Linked DNA regions of Mus musculus: region 2 is linked to region 1. A link is a contact called in public Hi-C data. All regions are on one chromosome and are shown on one strand. Each heading gives the region's core, a stretch centred on a gene start, on an enhancer-like site or on the middle of the called end of the contact. The rest is flanking DNA. Distances are from core to core; before and after follow the strand shown.

Evidence for each region. Hi-C and Micro-C count contacts between places; a contact is called where the count stands out from the background.
Region 2: a Hi-C map of stem cell-derived neural stem cells shows a contact between it and region 1, with 1.8 times the contacts expected there. The contact joins the promoter of Ptpro here to the enhancer-like site in region 1. A contact is called at or near these places in 2 of 39 promoter capture datasets (embryonic stem cells and hippocampal neurons), 13 of 484 Hi-C or Micro-C datasets (the HPC-7 cell line, cortical neurons, differentiating embryonic stem cells and 7 more) and 5 of 115 datasets of contacts at active chromatin or transcription factors (embryonic stem cells, forebrain and neural progenitor cells).

Annotation. Positions count from the first base shown.
Region 1 is chr6:137,208,300-137,212,046 of GRCm38.p6, reverse strand. No RefSeq gene overlaps it. Among named protein-coding and RNA genes, the nearest start is that of Rerg, 40 kb to the right of the region's middle. Within about 2 kb of position 1,831, at least 19 of the 459 cell types and tissues checked have an H3K27ac peak or open chromatin away from gene starts, as enhancers often do. A contact at or near this core is called in neural progenitor cells, stem cell-derived neural stem cells and stem cell-derived neurons, where this site is marked.
Region 2 is chr6:137,250,348-137,254,538 of GRCm38.p6, reverse strand. Ptpro (protein tyrosine phosphatase, receptor type, O) reads right to left here and starts at 2,240. Exons shown (of 27, transcript NM_011216.3): 1 at 1,779-2,240. The coding sequence starts at 1,853.

The DNA.
Region 1 (3,747 bases), core at 582-3,081:
TTAGGCCATCAAACTCACAATTTCAGAGTACTTGCAGGACAGCAAGAAACCTCTTCTGCCTTTCCTTCCTCACTGGGTGCTACCCTGTGCCTGAAGAAGTCAGCAGACAGCTTGCTGGACTCTGTCCTCACCTTCCACGACGTGGATCTTGAAGCTGAACTCAGGATGTCAGGCACAGGTGCCTTTCCCAGAGCCATCTCAGCAGCGCATAATTGTTCTTGCCATTGTCATTTGCTTTTCTCTTTTCAAAAATGTTAGTTTGCAAGTTACTTTACAGCAGGCATTGGGCATAATTCTGTACTTTATATGCAAATGTAGAAGGATAATGTGGTCAGCAGGTTAATAGCAGAAGCCTGAGAAACAGCCTGTTGTGTTTTGTCAAGAGTTTCCGTGCTGTTAGGCCAAGTTCCAAGGAGGCCGAGCCAGAGCCAGGAACTTCTATTCAGGTGATTTATTGACATTTTGCTTATGAGCCTAGCCTTTAATAGCTAAGTTATCTCCCCAGCTCTTGGTGATTTATTGAATGAAGTATCTTCAGGAAAAACCATAAGAGGAGGAAGAGAAGAAGGAAGACAGGGGCAGAAGCTAGACAAGTCATGGTTTTAGGAAAACCCTAGCTTTGGATGTTAAACGTATATGATGTATGTGTGTGTGTTTTTGCATCCCTGAGCACACACATGTGCATGTGTGTACAGAGCCTGACATTGACATCAGGTGCATCCGGCGTTATTCTCCGTCTTATACCTTGAGGCGGGGTCTCTCAGTTGAGCCTGTAGCTCATACATTGGGCAAGGATAGCTAGCCACCTCGCTCCAGGGACTCCGTCTTACACTCAGCAGCAGTAGTGTGACAAGCAGTCCACTGTATTTACTCAGCATTAACCTGGATTCCAGCAGCCCAAACTCTGGCCCGCAGGGTCAACCCTTGAGCTGCTGAGCCATCTCTCCAGCTCCTAAGAATTTTCATTTTTCGGGGAAAGTTTCTTCCATAATTATCTCCCCTCCGGAGAAAATTGTTCAATGAATGCAACAAGGAAGTAAAGACGTTTCCCTGGCAAAAGGCAGAAAGACTTAACTGGCTTCCCCACTCAACCTGTTGTCAGTTACAAGAAGAGCATCATTTTCCCACAGGAAGAGAGCTGCGGTCACAAAACACCTGACAAAAGGCCTGTGTAGAAGCATTGGTCTACTCCAGGAACTATAGATGGAGTGAGAAGATCATACTGAGAACAGTGGTAGACACACTAAGGTGGTCATCTGTGGCCCAAGAAGGTCTTGATGCCAACCTGCAGCCACAATACTTTACTCATGGGAATTCCTACAGAAAGGAAAATTCAACAACACTCAGGGTCATCTCAACCCACTCCATCCTGTTGTCACATTGAGCAATGGCTGATTCTCCTGAGCCTGAAGCATCAAAGGATGTGAATAATGGACCACTGGGCTTGTCATAGCTAATGGGCACCTGCCCTGAGTGTCCAAAGATGGAGTTCTACTGGACTTAAACTGCCCAATTTCCATTTAGTCATCTCAAAAAAAAAAAAAAAAACTTTTCTTCATTGGAAGGAGGTGAATGTCACTGGCATACAACATAGACACTTTCAGAGAAAAGAAAGAGTAGACCCCAACTTGCAAGATACAAGGCTTTCCGGCAATGGCTGACCCACATTAGGGCATGCCAATTCATTGGCATAGACCACATATCTCGGCCTGATATTGTGTGAATACAAACCGGATGCATCTGATTAAGTGCTCCCAGGCCTGGTGTAATAATTGACTCACTGGCAGTGTGCCTCCTTCCAGCTATTCTGGGATCTGGGCTTGGAGCATTTGGAGTTTGGCACACTCACCTCAGAGGCTCTCTCAGCTGGGCCGGGTGCCAAGTGGCCATCCTCCTCACTATTCTACTCTCCTTTCTCGATTCTTCTCCATGTTTCCCCACAAACCATGCCTTGCCCTTCGGATCTCACCGTCTTTTGGTTTGGAAAGATGTTTCGGCTCCTCTGCTCAACCTGGCTGGTTGATTGAAAGCTGGGCAGAGGGCTACATGCGAATCAGATGGAGCTTGCCTTACCAAGGATGTTTGTTAAATGTGGTCAGTGACAGCCAGCTTGGGTCCCTGGCAATCAAGCAGGTAGAAACTATTTCCTGTTGTAGATGGTGCTATGTGCCTGAGAGATTAGTACCATAGTGTCCAGAGCTGGGCACATTCCATTTTGGCATTGTCACTTACAGACTGGGTCACCCTGAACAACGGACTCAGTTTTCCCTGCTTCTGTGTTGTCATCTGTAAAACGGAAATAATTGAAGGACCTACCGTGTAAGTTTGGCCGGAGGATTAAATGAGTTCACACTTATCAATGACCAGACAAATTTGCTTCCCCTTGCAAAGATGTTAATGAGAGTCGGTGAGATGGCTCAGCTAATAAAGGTGGTCGCCACCAAGCCTAATGCTCCTGGTTGGTTCTATGGAGACCCACATGGTGGAATGGAGACAACCCATTCTGGAAAGTTGTCCTCTAAGCCCCCCTCATGCCTCTCTGGTCACACAAGCATGCACACAAAGAAATTGTTATTGAAGACTATAAAAATGTTCTTCAAAGAAGGAAGTTAATGAGGTATCAGGGAATTTCCTTGACATTATTTGTATAGCTAATTTAATTATTATTTACATAGTACTCTGGTGCTAAGCAACTGAAAGGCTCCAGTATTTTAGCTGATGAATTCTTATCATAACCCTGAATTACGTTCTGTCTTGCAATAACAAAATTACAAAGCAGAAGATGGTACCTTGTCTGGTATTAAAGCATTAATTGGGTGGAGCAATTAAAAGATTGAGCTTGATTTATTCCTAATGGCTTGGAAAGATAAACAAGACATATCATGGAGGAGCGATTGGAAATCAGAGACAGGGTTGAAAAGCAACTGAAAGTCACAATATGAATGTAGAATCACATTTTATGCTTAAAAATTTATGTGTATAATCGTGTCTATATGCATGTAGAGGCTGTATGTATAAGACATTAGAGTATAGAAAAAATAGTTCACTTTGATGATAGCTGGCACAGAAGTTATTTTGTGGAAAGGAGCCACCTTTATTGAGAAAAGAGTTGTGCTCTGAGAAAGTGTGTCTCCCCGAGTCAAGGTCATTAGTGAAGAAGCAGAAGCTTATTATAAAAAAAGAGGGGGTGGGTGAGGCCAGGGCAGGTGTGGTGGGAGGGAGGGAGGGAGGGCCAAGGAAGAATGAGCACTCTTTTCTCCTAGGGACTCCTGGGAAGTAGTTAGCAGTGAAAACCCTTCAGTCAGTTCAGAGGTGGTTGATTTGATTGTCTTCTTGACAGGACCACAGTCACCTAGGAGACAAACCAGTTGCTAGATAAGATTGCCTGCCTGGGGTGCAAAGCCTACCTACCTTACTGTGAACAGCACCATTCTGTGATCTTAGACAACAGACTGGATAAAAAAGCAGAGAGAGAGCCTTGTGCAACAGCCTTCCAGTGCTGACTGGATACTTGCCTGCCGGTCTGTCTCGGTCTGTCTCCCGTGGCTCTCCCACTGTAAGGGAGTATGCATGCCCCCAGCTGTGAGCTACGATGCACTCTTTCTTCCTTATGCTTTTGGCTAGAAATTGTCCCAGCAAGGAGAAAGGTGACAAAGACTCCCAAATGCTTGGTAGAGTGGGTCTCCTTGTGTGAACTATAGACAGGGCTCTGATCAACCGCAGACTAGAAAGAGAACAAAATGAGGT
Region 2 (4,191 bases), core at 991-3,490, 42 kb before region 1:
AAGTAAATATTAGTAGCTTCCCTTGCAACATTATTTTTCTCATTAGTGTAATACTTTAAATGATCTATCAATGTATGGGCTATGGTGTATAGCTTATCATAATAGACATTTGCTAGCAAATGTTGAGAAATACACATATTATGTTAAAGAGAGTGAAAGTCTGTTGCAACCACTAAGATACCATCATGCTATCCTTCATGAATTTTCTTAGTTTATTATCATGTTTGGAGTTCAAACTTCTGACACATTTTTCTCTGCATTTTAACGTTAACATTATAATTTTTTTCTCTTAAGCTAAGTAGTCTCATTTCTAGAGTTACCATCTACTATGAAACAAAAAACCCGAAGTTATTCCAAAGGCTAAATATATGTCAGATCTCACACACACACAAGCACACACATTCACACTTCTCTGCTATTCTCAGTAAAACATGTACCTCCATTTTTTTCGTCCTAAGTACTCAAAGAGTATTACCTAGACATCTCAGTCGTTGCCAAGTTTGTCAAACGGTTAGAAAAATTAATTATAAAAAACTAACTATGCATATTTTATCTGTGGTATGTACTACAGAGAAGCAGGTGAAATGCTCAACTGAATTTAGTATTTATAAGATTTTAAAATAAAATGATGACTGATGACTTAAATATTGAGCACATGTCCAAAACAGCTTATAACTTCGCTCATGTTCCTCCTTTGCTATTTACCCAGAGACTACATTTTTCTGTGATCTGGGGAGACAGGAAGAAAATATAGAATAGTTTTGCACTCGTTCTATCTGGGATTCGTGAATCCTGTTCACTATAACCTTGGGGAGCATTCATAATTAATGGGCATATAAGCAAGAAGTGACTGCTTAATGCGGAAACATTTGCAGTCATTAACGGGCTGACCTCCTCTAGCTAGGTATCCTCATGGTGCTGAAAGGATAGCTCCCGATCACCTGTGGCCATCCTTCAGTTGCTGGGGCAAGAAGGGAGAAAGGACTAGGAAGGAAAGCAGACCTTCGGAACCCGGAGTGAGGGGGTACCAATTCCCAACTTCCCTTCATATGCCAAGAAAACAGCTTAAAAAATAAAAACACTACATGCTTGAAGTGTCAAGATTTTGTTTTTCTTTTTTAAACAGTATTTTCCTTTTCACTTTTTTTTCTCAAAGTACAATTTTGAGCCACACGTTCCAAAGAGGATAGGAAAAGGTGAGTTTTATAAATCATATATTCCACCATTAAAAATCAGTGGCAGCATCCTGTTACGAGAGGATGGAACTGTGTAGAGTTTTACCAGGCATCCCTAGGTGGATGGAGGGTAAGACAGGGAGTGACCTCCTTGGGAGTTGAACCGATTCCTTATTCAATGGAGCCCTCTCCCTCGCCCCGCCTGGCCGGTGCGTCTAGTCCAGAGCTCAGCGCCCTGCGTGTGATTCCCTCCCGCAGAAGGCAAACTGACTGAGACAAAGCAGCTGTACCGAGGCTTCACTGGGGGAGGGCGCGAAGGTGAAGTGGCATAGGGGTGCAGTGGGAACCACTAAAAAAAGTGCCCTCATTTTGCCTGAGAAAGCTCTATCCCGCAAGCTCATCGCTGAGGTAGCAGAGTACAAAGGGAGACAACTGGAAGGCTCAAACTTCCAGATCTTTCCACCCGCAGCTACGCAGCCCACCCGGCACCGCTCTGAGGACAAAGCGTGTGCGACTGGCGCTCTCCGCCTGGTCACCGCACCCTGAGCGAATAGCTCCCCACGGCGGGATGGATCCCCATCTCCGAGGACTGGGGGACCCTACCTTGAGCAGCACAAAGAGCCCGAGCAGAGGTAGCAGGCGGCGGCCCCCGAGCGTTCCCCTAGGCAGGTGCCCCATCGCGGCGCGACCAGGGACCGGGGAGGGAACGGCAGCGCCAGCAGTTCTCCGTGGCGCTTACAATGACCAGTCCCGGCTGGCAGCCTCAGACTTCGGGCGCCCGGGCGGCTCCGGGCGGCCGCATGTCGCCTGGCAGGTCGTCCTGTGCCCCCGGATGGATCGCTCTCCTCTTCTGTGCCCGAGTCCTGCTAGAACGTGCTTGGAGCCGGCGTTGTTTAATGGCTAAGGATGGAGAGGGTGGGGATGGCAGTGGGCGAGGCTCTGCGCCACAGCTACAGCGGTTGCCACGGGAGGCAGGGGTCGGCGTGCGGAAGGAGCTGCCCGAGCTCCGCAGGCAGACAACCCTCCGCGGCCCCCTAGCAACAGTGGTGTTCTCTCTCAGAGCAAGGAACTCCTCAAGTGCAGATCTTGGGTCCTCCCACCAGGGCCTGCCTGCTTCCCATTGCTAGGCAGCCCCCCAGACCAGGCTCCGCCTCAGCCTTTCCAGAGTCTCCTAGGAAGAGTTGTTTGAGGGTTTCCCCTCTCTCTTATCTCAGGCCCTTCTCAACCCCCCCCCCCCGTTCCTTTGCCCTTGTATTTACAAGTGACACTACAAGTGACACTTAATGTTTTCGAAAAGAGGAGTGAATCTCAACTTCTATACCCCCCGACCTCAGTTCAATTCCCCCATAGCATCCTATAATCAGCTAGGGAAACTGAATAATTCTGTGCGTTTCCCCCTCTTATCCTGCTGCCCACACCTAGCTCACAGTATTTTACACGTATTTAGAATAAGTGTGTAATATATTCTCTCTGTGTGTGAACACACTAAGTACTCTGAATTATCCATGAATAACTAACTAATCTAAGAATTTAGAATCACAAGCAACGATTTCCATGAAGTGTGTCTCATGTCTACTTATCTGTCTCTAGAGGTTTTGTGTAGTTTTTGAAAGACAACTCTATATTAAAAATAAAAAGTGGGATTCATTATATTAAGTCATTTCTTTTTATCATGTAAATGTCCTGGGTGGGCCCTGAGGTGCTGGAATTTTGTTTTTATCCTTCAAAGTGTGGTATCAGGTGACAGAAAAGGGCACCCTGGCGGTGCACTTAGGAGTGTGTCACCAGCACTCTGGGACACAGCTGAGGAATGGTGGCCTGCTATAGGATCAGAGTCGTGTGTGCTCATCTTTTTCTACATGAGGACTATAAACTAAAGGTTTGGATTAGGAATTTTTGCATGAATAGATCGAGGCACTAACAGTTCTTCAGAAAACAGAACGAGGCTCTGGGCTTGTGTGTGAGTGTTTCCCTTGCTGGCACCAAAGCTACCTCAGTACACAGCCTTGATGGACTTCTGTTCAGCGCCCTCGTGCCTGTCCTTTGTTGGCCTGACTCTCATGCCCTCCCTCCCTCTCCCCCCCCCAAGGTTTTCCCTGCTTCCCACTTCTGGGCCAAACTCGAGTGCTTTCTAAGAAATGGCTCCTCAGACCTGCACTTTCAGAGCCTTTGGTCTGATATGTTTTTCTTTTATTTTGAAGCTTTTGAAAGTGGTTTTCCATTTCCAGCTACATCAAAGAGGCTCCACAGTGATCTAATTTCCAGACAGAGATGCTCAAGTTGGGGCCTAAGTGGTACTCACAAGATGCCAGAAGTTATTCTTTTAAATAGAGTTTTATTTTAGTATCAGTATGTGAATTAAATACATATGTAAGGTTAATTGTGCATATACATGTGTGTGTGTGTGTGTGTGTGTGTGTGTATACACACACACATATATATATTTGGGATAGGAATGTTTGATCTATTTTAGGCATTAGGAAGCAATTTTGCTCAAATATTAATCATATAAATGCAAAAGGTACTTTCAAAATAATGCATTACTTTAAATACCCCTACCTAACTGTATGCTTCACCTTCTCTCTGCTCAGTTAAATCACACATTGTGTACAGATGTGTACGTGGACCACTTTAGGGCAGCAGCAACATTAAGTGTTTAGTGCATCACCGCCCAGGAAAGCACTAGTAATTAGCATGATTAATATTCCATTAGCAGCATGTGACTACATGGCCTGAAGACTGGAAGTTTTATGTGGTAATCATAGAAGAGATCCTTTCCAGAGATAAACATTTTACATAGTGATCACAGAGGGAAAAAAATAGTCTTGCTTGTTCTTGTGTCTAAACCAATGACAGGATCACAAATTCTTACTGGAGACTCCCGCTAAGAATGCGTATGTGGCGTTGTCCGTGGTGTGCTGATTCAGACCACTAGCTGGTCTTCCATTGCTGTGTTTCTAAAACATGTTAAATCTTACTAAACTAGTTTAGAGAGTCCCAACAAGAATGGCCACAG